3 separate regions of the Mus musculus genome follow, and regions 2 and 3 are each linked to region 1. The links are chromatin contacts, called in public Hi-C and HiChIP or PLAC-seq maps. All regions are on one chromosome and are shown on one strand. The core of a region is the stretch at or near the end of the contact, and the rest is flanking DNA. Distances in the headings are between cores, read along the strand shown.

What was found. Hi-C and Micro-C count contacts between places; a contact is called where the count stands out from the background. HiChIP or PLAC-seq counts read pairs in DNA pulled down with a chosen protein or histone mark.
Region 2: an H3K4me3 HiChIP or PLAC-seq map of neural tube shows a contact between it and region 1, with 6 times the contacts expected there. The contact joins the promoter of 1700113H08Rik here to the promoter of Igf1 in region 1. A contact is called at or near these places in 2 of 39 promoter capture datasets (liver and stem cell-derived epiblast-like cells) and 2 of 115 datasets of contacts at active chromatin or transcription factors (VIP interneurons and neural tube).
Region 3: a Hi-C map of pro-B cells shows a contact between it and region 1, with 7 times the contacts expected there. The contact joins the enhancer-like site here to the promoter of Igf1 in region 1. A contact is called at or near these places in 2 of 39 promoter capture datasets (cranial neural crest and embryonic stem cells), 1 of 484 Hi-C or Micro-C datasets (pro-B cells) and 3 of 9 other capture datasets (adipose tissue, liver and macrophages).

What each region holds. Positions count from the first base shown.
Region 1 is chr10:87,857,389-87,861,139 of GRCm38.p6, reverse strand. It overlaps Igf1 (insulin-like growth factor 1), which reads right to left and starts at 2,088. Exons shown (of 4, transcript NM_001111275.2): 1 at 1,728-2,088. The coding sequence starts at 1,790. The region is part of intron 1 of Igf1os (a long non-coding RNA gene); the gene reads left to right.
Region 2 is chr10:87,055,887-87,059,637 of GRCm38.p6, reverse strand. 1700113H08Rik (RIKEN cDNA 1700113H08 gene) reads right to left here and starts at 1,592. Exons shown (of 6, transcript NM_029685.1): 1 at 1,479-1,592.
Region 3 is chr10:88,419,255-88,423,005 of GRCm38.p6, reverse strand. It overlaps Gnptab (N-acetylglucosamine-1-phosphate transferase, alpha and beta subunits), which reads right to left. Exons shown (of 21, transcript NM_001004164.3): 7 at 3,446-3,580. Among named protein-coding and RNA genes, the nearest start is that of Sycp3, 38 kb to the left of the region's middle. Within about 2 kb of position 2,140, at least 107 of the 459 cell types and tissues checked have an H3K27ac peak or open chromatin away from gene starts, as enhancers often do. A contact at or near this core is called in macrophages and pro-B cells, where this site is marked.

The DNA.
Region 1 (3,751 bases), core at 839-3,338:
CCCCAAGGGAAGCCACTCATTTCCATTGTATGGCTATCTATCTCGGCTATCCAGAATAGTGATTCAAGTTCCAGCTCCTTCCCTTCCTCCCCCATCGTCCCCTGGCTCAGGCACTGGGAAATACCTTGAGCCTCAGAGTACAAAGCCAGCAGGCGCCCTGTGTGTACCAATCGCTCTAGGCAGCTGACCTCTCTTCCCTGAGCTATGTTTCAAAGACCACCACGCATGCAGTAGCTCCCTTCAGCCATCTCCTGCTGCAAGCACAGGAAAAAAGTTGAAGGGTATTGCTAGCTCCGCTTCTGAAATGTTCTGCAGACCCAGCAGGGAAAGAAAGTTCATTTGGAGCCGATTTTCCAAACGTGGAATGCATGCCTGCCGAGGTAACATTCCACAATCCCTTTGGGACACACAATCCCAGCTGCCAGACCACACAGCGTATATGAACGCTGACTTCACTCCTGTAAGGTGGCTGAAGCTTGCTGGCAGCGCGAGGACGGCACAATTAGGTGCTTGACAAGGTTGTCTCCCGAAGTCCCAAGCCACTTACTTGCCTAAGAAAAACTCATAGCGATGAAGCATTTGAATGCAGCACAAAAAAAAACCCGCTGCACTCTTTGACTGGGATCTTTTATGAATTAAGCCCTCCGGCAACTGCCTCCAAGGAGCCGGTGACAGCGGCTTAGAAGTGCTTGCAAATTGAAAAAACACAAGTCTGGAAGGATATAATTTTGCTGAGAATGGAAACTTGAAGTAGGGCCAGTGATCAAAAGGAGAAGGCAGAACATAGACAGCGGCAGGGGCAAACGGCAGCAGCAGCAGCAGCAGCAGCAGCAGCAGCAGCAGCAGCAGCGGCAGGGGCGAGCGACAGAGCCAGAGGCAAGTGACAGAGGCAGCACAGCAGCAGCAGGGGCAAGCAGCAGCCGATTCACCTAAAGAGGCTTTGCCTTGCCGCGCCGCGCGGTGAGTCTAAGAGCAGAGCCTTAAACCAAAATTCAAACCCCAGCTCAGTCACGAAAGTCCCCTTCCAAAGAGAAAAGTTGGACAAGCAGCCGCCAGTAAGCTCCTGCTTTCTGAGCACAGCCTGTATCTGTTTAAAATTTCTGAATATGCAAAGACAGCAAGTTGTCTAAGAGCTTTTACAGAAAAGCAAATTAAACTTCCCCTAACTTTGACTTTCTGGGCAGAAGTGCAAAGAATTCCCGATTCTTGGCTCCAAAAAAAAAGAAAGAAAAAAGCATTTTTTAAAAGCCTTCCTATCATCTAAAATGTAACTTTTAATCTGTGACATGCCTCGTAAATAAAGTCCTGACAAATCACACACATACATAGACACAGACACAAGAACATGCTCTGAAAAAGCCAACGCCTGCACCTGTGAGAGAGAAGCACTCCCGAGTTTATAGTCATCTTTCTCGCCCCGAGCCATAGGCTAGATTTAAAGGAGTCTCTTAAAACGGCAGTGTGGAAGCCCTGTGGAAGCGGAGGCTTTAGCAGAAGTACCTTGCAATAGTTTCTACCCGTACAGATACCTCTGCAAATGCATTCATCCCCCGGAGCTCCTTTTACAGCTCGCACAGAACTGCACATTCAGCAATTTGTAAATAACCCCCAGTTCTGAAACAATGCAAATTCTAAAGCAAATAAAGACTCTAGGCAGAAGAAAACAGTACACAGTTTAAATACAATTCTCCAACGAGTTAAAAAAAAAAAAAGTAAGAGATATTTACCTTCAAGAAGTCACAGAGGCAGATCTTAAATAATTGAGTTGGAAGGCTGCTGATTTTCCCCATCGCTTCTGAAGTACAAAGTCTGGAAATGAATTGGTGGGCAGGGATAATGAGGCGAAAAAGAAATCCAGAGAGATGGGAGATGTTAGAGCAATGTCACATTTCAATTTTGAGGACTTTATTCCATTGCGCAGGCTCTATCTGCTCTGAATTTAGCAGTGACAGTGAGATTTAGCAAGCAGAAGAGGGATTTAGAGAAAATCCTCACATTTATCTACAAAACACAGACACTGTAGACAGGAAACAGCTGGGGGAACATTCGCCTTCTCTCTCTCTCCCTCTTCTGGCAAAGTTATCGAGTAAGGACTTTTTTGGGCACCGTGACAAATAACATCATACCTTCGCTCTTAAAAACTGGAGCACAGAGACTCACCCCCCCCCCCCCTAAAAGAATGTGTGTCTCTGACAGGGTTAGCAGACATTAAATACTGAGGCTGCCATAGAAAAATAGGCTCTGTTCTCTGATTAACTTTCCACAGGGTTTGAAGGTACACTTGTGTGCTAATACACCTCACCAGGATTAGAGGATCTAAGTGGGACACGGGGGCAACTTTATATTTTAGGGCAAATGCAAAATTTGAAGGAAAAAAAAAACAAAAAAAGGAAGAAGAGACTATCTCCAGGAAGCACAATGCTGTTAACCCTGAAATGACCAGGGTAAACTAGATCGAAAGGCAGCTCTCAGGGGAAGGGGAGGTGGAGGGGATAGAGTGACCCTTGTCCTAGTTGCCAGGCAAGGGGAATGATCTCATTTCCTAAAACCTATAGATGGCCAGGCAGCAGTGGGCTGGCTCCTGTCAGGACACTGTGTCATGCTTTGTGCAGAGAATCAGGCTATGCTGAGATCTGGGATGGATTGAAAAATAAAATGATCCTAGTTTTCAACAAAGCTGGATGCCTGTCACCTCCTTGACCCCAAGGAAGCAGTATGGGAGGCACACACTGTTTCCCGTTGGCTGTATTGTTCTCTATAAATGAGTGTGTGTGTGTGTGTGTGAGACACAGTTGTGTGTATGTGTGCATGCATGCATATGTGTGTGTGTGTAAGTGTGTGTGTCTGTCTGTGTCTGTGTCTGAGTGTGTATTCCAAATAATACCAGCTGGCTAGCAATACTCTCTCCAGGGTTATGATGTCATTCAAATCCCTCAACTGGGTAAGTGGCTGGCAGCATGGTTCAAGCCGGCTGCTTCTGCTATTTATAATGTATAAACTCGCCTTTGCCACAGGGAATGGAGTTCTGATCTTCTGTTGATACGGTTTGTACCTATTTCTCAGTGGTCTTTCAGAGGCAGTAGATAAGAAAGTGAATTATGAAAGAAGGTTACAAAAGCCCAGATTAGACGCTGCATGCTTTCCACGGATATCTCTCCAGGTGTGCTTTCCCAGGGGAGATGGAAATGAGCCAGACTTGCCTCAGTCTCTTACTCTCTCGGACTCTCAGGGGGATTTGAAGGTACTGACACATCGGTGGAGACAGAGGCCAGTTGGAAACTCTACACTGCCTCTTTACGCTGCCCCATGGATAGAAACCTGCTTGGGGATGTGGTGATTGTCCTCAAATGAAACCAGTTTGGTTTTGCAAGGGGCTTGGGCTCTTTCCAACCCTCTGTGTGGTCAATACTTCACAGCAGTGTTTACCTTTCAGACAGGAACATTAGAAACCTGGTGTGAGACTGTTCCAGTGGTGGGTGATGCTAGGTATCACTTGATGAAGGAATCATGTGATGACAGCACCTACTATGTACTTGATTAGACACACCTCTGGTAAAGCAAAAAGGAGCATGCAACAGGCAGGGAGAGACACACGTTCCTGACGTCTGTTGAGTATCTGAAGCGTGAAGACTTATGAGTGGTGGGAGGGGGCCGCAGTCTCTCAGGGAGGCAGGAAGTGAAAGCTTTTTGGAAATGGAGATGGGGAAGGAGAGAATGCTATGTGAAGGGCACGGGGCTGGGAAGTTCCTGT
Region 2 (3,751 bases), core at 343-2,842, 800 kb after region 1:
CCATAAAAATCAAGAAACAAGAAGTTTTCTGTACGTCTGCCCAACAGCCGCACTATGACATTAGTTTCGACAGCTCTGTGACCCGTATTGTCCCAACTTTATTCACTAGTCTCTCTTTCTCTTTCTTTTTCTGTTGCTTTTTTTAAAAAAAGCCTTTATTGGCATTTGGCATTTTTTATCTACTGTAAAATAAAAAGGAGAAGGATGGCTTTTTTTAAAGCACTCCGTGTGACAGTTAAAAAAAGAAAAAGAAAGCTATCTACAGTTACTGTAGTAATGGTTTAAAGGAGGGGGGTAAGCACCTGCAAATCAAAGAAAGATGCCGTGGTGCTGTCATCGGACTCCCCCTCCCTTTTCTTAAAGTTATTTCGTGGCCATTATAGAGTAGACCTGGCAATGAATTTATGTGACAGCTATGAAGTTAGTATTAAAATTGTGAATACTCCCTAGCAGTTTTCATGGCCTTACTATAAGATAGTCTCAATTTGCCACACAGCGGTGAATAGGGTACAGAAGGGGGTGTGTGTGTCTAATGAATGGGAGGAGGGTGGGTGAATGGGAGGGCTTCCCAGGAGGGGCAGCACAGTAGTCGCCAGAGAGTGATTTATTTTTGCCCTTCCAGAAAGGAAAGTCCGAAGAAGCAGCAGCCTGAAAGGCCCTGAAGCATTGATGATGGTGGGGGGGGGGGGCATGGGGGCGGGTCCGGGCGGGTGTCTTTACACATTTTACCATTCCAATGCCAGTTCTAGAAGCAGGGATCAAGGCTGGGCTGTGGTAAACCCATTCCTCTAGTCTTCCCAAATCAACCATGAAATGCCAGCAGGGAGCAAAGGTAGGGCCTGCTACTACTGAATGGGAGCAAGGCAAAAGAGGGAGAGTGTCAGCCTTGATCCACTCGGGGAGAGTTCGGAGAGAGATGAAGCGTGCTGGGTGTGAGGTGGGAGAACTCTTCAGAAGCAGGGAGGATTTAGAGAGGGCATTCAGAGGGAAAAAAATGAGGTGAAGTCACTGCAAAGAGCAAAGGGGCGTGCCCAGGGCGCACGGCCCCTCCCCAGACCCCTCCCCCGACCCCTATTAGCATGCGGGCAGCGCGGGCCACGGGGCGGGGGCGGCGCAGTGGGATCACAGCGCTGGGCGCTTTGTGGGCCGCGCTCGCCTCCACGGGGGACCATCTGCTCGCTGTCAATGCATCACCTGCTCGTCTGGGCTGTCGCCCGGGCAACCGAGGGCGGGGGAGATTAAGGAGCGTGTGCGTCTTGGTGTGGGTACTGGCTGTAGGGGCGGGGGCTGGGCACAGCTCTGTCCTCCTCCACTCTGAGACTGGTCAAGCCGGATGGAGGGGGACGGGGTGACGACCACCAGGAGCGATCAGGCTCTGCTGCTCGCAGCCCCACGGCCCCTCCCGAGAGCCACCCCTACCAGAGGTGGCTGGAGTCTATAGAAGCCAAAAACACGGGGTTCTCTTCAAAGCAACCTACCTCCTCTGTGACCAGACAAGACCCACGACTTGTCTTCTGCCTGTCTACCTGCAGCTGCAGAAGCCCTATCCTGTGCCCGCCGCTGCCTTCCAAACGAGTTGGCCCCACACTGCCCCACCCTTATGGACACCTCCGGGCACCGTTCCGAGAGCCCCTCAGTCTCCCGGCAACCACAATGGGACCAGCATCGCAAGTGGACCCTGCCCCGCCCTGCCACCAAAGTCAAAGACAGTGACCACATACATCTCTTCTCCGAATCTGCTCTGCCACCCAGCCCCAAGCCCTGGACAAGCCTTCAGCTTAAAAAGATGAGCATTACTTGATTATCTTTTGTTAACAAGTTGGTTTTTCACAAAGGAGGTAGTTCTAGGGGTTATGGAGGGATTTTATTTTTTACTGAAGTCCCCTACCAATCTAGGCCTCTCCCTTGAATCCCAAGTAAAAGGAGAATGGTGCTGCAGCCAACAGCAGGGGGCATAGCTATGCCATAGATGGGAAGAGTGCCCTTTTCCCTCTTTGAGCCATAGTCTCAAATTTCTTGAAAGTTCAGAAACTTTCAAGTAATTCTATTCCAACCAGGCAAGGATTTAGCTGTGCCCACAAAGGCAGTTCACATCTGCCTGGGGATTTTATTCAGCTCGGCAGAAAAAAAAAAAACACACACACACACACACACAAAAAAAAACCCTATGAATGCTGTGTAAGGTTCCATGGACTGCAACCCAAGCCAAGGTCTAGGTTTAGGTTTGATTTTGCTTTGGGTTTTGAATTTGGATAGCGATGGTTGGATTTTTGAAACAATGTTTCATCTGTTTGCTAACACATACTGGCCTCAAACTCACTAACCAAGTGTGGCACTGAGTGCATTGTGTAGCTTAAGCTAGCCTGGAACTCACCAGTCTTCCTATCTGATTACCCACATGGGAACCTAATGCCGGCAACTAGTTAAGATTTTGTTTGTAGGCAGTGTCTAATAAATTCAAAACAAGGTTCTAAAGCCAGGAATCCCAGCACTCCTTGTGAGGTAGAGGCAGGCAGATCTCTGAGTTCAAGGCCAGCCTGGTCTATAGAGTGAGTTCCAGGATAACCAGAGTACACAGAGAAACCCTGTCTTGAAAATCAAAAACACAAACAAAATGTGTGTGTGTGGTGGGGGGAGAAGTGGTTTTTGTTTCTAATACTTAAAATACTCTTAAAACAAATCCAAAAGCAGGCATAAAGACTTACAACTCTAATCCCAGGTTTTACAAGGATGAAGCAGAAAAATCTCTAAGTTCCAGGTCAGCCTAGGCTATGGATCAACAACAAAACAAGTCAAAAGACCAGGTTAGACTCTGGATGATTCTGAGCTGTTGCTCCCAGAAGCACTTAGACAAGCAAATAAGCCACATCAAAGCTATGACAGTATTGTCAAGATGCCTCTAGACAAGAATGGCAGCACAGGGTTACCTGCCATAGCTCCAACCCAGAATGCTGTTCGCTGAAATGAATGGCATTTCAGGTGCCAACCATGGGAAATATGTTTCAGTGTTAGACTAGCAATACAGCTACAAAGTAGATGTGAGATTCCAACTAAACCAGGACCCTGGAGTTGCAAATTTTGAGGTAAAGACAATCATAATACAAGCACTCTTCTGTTTTGCACTTTCTGTTTTCTTGGGACACTCTGTAGCCCAGGCTGGCCTCAGATTCTCAAGCATCCTCTTACCTCTGCTTTCCAAGGGTTAGCTACCAGCTACAGTGCAGACGTGGTAACCTTGGGGCACAACTTCTATGTCCAAGTAACCAGACAATGGAGGCCACTGCCTGCAAGCTAGCCTCAAACAGAGGGAAGATACTGGAGGTAGGGGAGAGGTGAAGTCTTATTCACAGCTCATACTGGGTAGAATATTCTCATACCGGCCAATTATGGGGCATTGGTCTACAGAATAAGGTCAAAGGAAAGTATATATTCAGCATCTATACCAGAACTCTAAGCTGATACCCAGCCACCTCTCAAACTCTTTTGAGTATCTTTGAGCTGGAAAAGCCTTATATGTCTTAGGAAGAACTCATTACATAGTCTGGCAGCTGTTGAAGAGACAAAGGTTGTTATACTATTTGCTTGCTTGGTGGCTTTGCCATGTACATATTGGACAATCACAAACGCACATGCACGCACACATACACACACACATGCATGCATACATGCATGCAAAAATTTATCTCTTTCCAAATCAATTCTTTATGTCGAACTACTTACCCCAAATTTTCTCTTGGTTTTCTTCATCTTT
Region 3 (3,751 bases), core at 891-3,390, 560 kb before region 1:
CACTTTGACAGGACATACAACGGTGAGGGCTTATGCCTATATCAACTCACTGGGGGCGGATCACCACAGAATGGGCAGGCCTTCGCTCTGGTCCAAGGCCTGCATCCTGTGAGTGTCCTATAAGACCGGTGCTCAGCCCTTGTGTGGAGGTACAGAGGTGAACAGGAGAATGTTCTGAGCTGCAGCCTGTGGTGTCTGCTGGGCACGGCTGGGCCCTCCCTCCCTGTCTCCTGGACCACAGGCCTCAGCACAGTCCTGCTGGAAGAACACAGGAGCGTGGAGTGATTGAGCTGTTCCGGTTCCAACCCTCGGTGTCTTGTGGTCGTCCCTCTCATGTGTGGCACGTGCCTCGCTTGTCACACTAAACTGAGCAGACACTGTCACTGTAACTCCCCTCTGCACTGTTTATCTCCTCCTCCTGAGTCTTCCTTCTCGCTAACAGCTCGTTGACATACCAGCTGAGCATCTTTCAGATGCTCCAGGAACCAGTCCCACACTGGCCTCCCTTGGCCAGAGGCCCCTGGATAGGAAGAGCTTGCAGGACTGAACGTGCCCCTACTCTAAGGTGTGTGCCTCAGAAACACACCAGATCGTCTTCTTACTGTCCCAGCCCTCCCTGCCTTCAGGATAAGGGTTTTTCACTGAGCACAAGCGTACTGAGGACAGAGTGACATTGGTCTCATTAGTATAATGATGATCACATCAGGCAAGTTCTAGTTCAGTGGGTTCCAGGAACTTAATACAATCATTGCTGATTAAACTTTGTCATTTATTTATTTTTTATTTTGTGGTGTGGGAGTCTGTGCGTGTGCATGCGTGTGCATGTGGTGCATATGTGTGTGCATGTGTGTGAGGATGTATGAACACAAGAGCATGCATGTGAGAATCAGAGGGTAACTTGCAACCTTGCCTTGCCCATCTCCCCAGCCATCCCTAAGGAAGCCTGTGGCCTTTAGGAACTCCCCAGACACACTACCTACTTCCCAGCCCTCAACATTTTTTTCCAGGCTATTCTCAGAGCACTCCCTTCTCAACCCAGGAACAGTGGCTCTGTTGAGGACCCAGCTAAGGTGCAAAGCCCATTTAACTCCTACCTTGACTAAAACCCAGGCGTCCTTGGGCACTGCTATAGTGGAAGTGTTCATGTCCCAAGGAAATGTCTTAATTCCCTCTGTTCTCTCTCACATACTCCCTGGCATGCAGGAGGTATTTGATAAAAACCATCTAGAAAGACTGGGAACCGATGACAGGAACCACCCTTCTCAGAAGGTGTATAACAGAACCAGAAGGGGAAGAATGGAAGGGCCGGAGGCTGGGAAGTGGCTGCATAAAAGTATAGGGACCTGAGTTCTGGTCACCAGAACCCGTGTACGAGCCGAGCAGGCCTGTAAGCTCAGCGCTTGGTTGGGGAAAGGGAGACAGATTCCCTAGAGCTCATTGGTCAGGCAACCTGGCCAACCGCTGAGGCTGAGGCCAAACATTCCATAAGAGACTCCGGCTCATCAGGGGGAGAGTAACGAAGGAGGACACCTGACATCAACCTCTGGCCTCCCCATGCACCTACTCCTGTACACACATATACACACACTCTTGGGAGCAAGGGTTGCCCGCACTTTCCCCTAACAGACGCAGACTGGAAAAACTGAACTCAAATGCGCCCTCATCGGTTCCTACTGGGTCTCCATTTCTCCAAACTCAAGTCACCGCTACACCTTACACCCAGCTGCACACACCACACAGCAGCAGCTGGCAGAGCCTACCGCTGTTCAGAACTGTTATCTATGTCAGTACACACTGGTCACCAACAGGCATGTCAGGTGTTGACAGCACACAAGTGGGCCAACACAGCAGGATGTGAAAATATCCACACACAATTAAGACAAAATAAATTCCTAATTGCTTTTAAATTTTTGATTAATGTGGACTTACAGAAACAGAATCGGGAACACCATTCTTCCCACATAACGGGGATGAGTCGGCAATGGAAAGGACCGATGTAATTTATCGGTCATTCTGATGTTAGCGACTCAGCCAAAGCCAAATAAAGTTTGACTGAAACGAAAGCTAATCTGTCTATAGTTTCAACTGCTCAAATCAGTACTGAAAGTACCTCAGGGGAAGGAGGAAATGCGGCATCTATTTTAGGATAACTGAAGATTAACCACAAATACAACCCAAATACGGCTTCGTGCTATTCCGGTCCATACAAGTACTGCATGCTAACTGATTGCACTTCTGGAACTGTTTCTATGTCAGACGAAGAAAGGCTACAGGGGACAGCTGGGCACAGTGGCGAGTTCCTGGAGCACCAAGAAGAAGCAGAGGCAGGAAGGTTACAAAGTTTGAGGACAGTCTAGTCTACATAGCAAGTTGCCGGCCAGTCAGGATTACAGAGTGAGACCGCCCCAAACAAAAATGAGGATGAAGAAAAGAGGAGGAGGAAGAGGAGGAAGGGGAAACAAACTAAGGGACAAAGCTAGCTAGCTATGGGGAAGAAGGGAACCGAGAAAAAAACGACATCATTCACACAGCGGTTTTCTCACCGTAACACAAAGCACCTTAACCCATCGAAGCCAGGGAAGGAGGAAAAAGTTACAGGGATCTCTGGGTGGATGGAATGACTAATGCAAGAACTGAGAAAGAACTCGCTACTCCCTTTCCGCCACCCCCCACCTTCTCCAGCCCCTCACAAATTTTGTTAAATGGTAAAAACATGAGAGAGCCAGATTTCAACCATTCCAGAGGCAAGGACTGTACGCCTGCTCCTCTAAGACAAAAGAGGCTGTGTTCACCCCCACCCTCCACCCCCTAATGTGCTACAACAACGTGACGTAAGGTCATCAAGAAAACACCCACACGGCTGTCCCAGGCAGATGATTCAGAGAATAAGAAATGTTCGGGAAAAGGTCACCAGCCAACCAAAGTTGATCCTTAGAGAAAGAATGGTCAGGGCTGATGGCTAAGAAATACACTTATATCTTAAACACATTGGTGGCTGGATTTGCTATTAATCAGAATTTCATATTTTCAAACTTTATACATATCTACAACCCCTTATGAATGAAAGCTTTCATAGATGTGCATGTTAGAGTTCTAACTACTTCTACGACTTTCCCCAACACACCCACACATAGACATGTATCACAGACACACACATACAGAGACACACAAAAACACACACAACACACACAGAGTAAGAAAAATGTGAGTGATAAATTATAAAAATAGTAATTTCAGAGCTTAGTTTGAAGGTGCGAATCTGTAATACCAGCACTTGAGATGCTGAGGCAGGAGGATTGCTGGAAGCAGTGGGGGAGGCTCTTCCGCACAGATCTACTTCTGACAGCACACTGAGATGGGGCAGTTGCTCTTTGCCCTTTATGACTGTTGGCTAAACTTGCATGAAATAAGAGGTGCCATGCGGGTGGCTCCTTTTCTGTCTTACCAGCTTTATTTTAGAGGAAAGCTTTTCTGGCAGCTTTGTCTTCAGTTGACTCGTCTCCTTGAAGGTCGGTGGGAATCCACTCAGGAACGCCAAGCCTTGCATCAGCACTAAGCCAGGGGCTTCTTTGTCTGTTGTCTAGAACAAAGAGAAGATTCCACTCACCGTCCGTATCACGGAGCTGGGGGAAACTTACAGCGGAGAAGCTGGTGTGCTTCTGGCACAGGACTGCAGTCCCAGCATGCCTGAGGTGGAGGCGGGAAGACTGCAAGTTCAAGGCCAGCTGGGACTACACAGCAAGACCCGAGG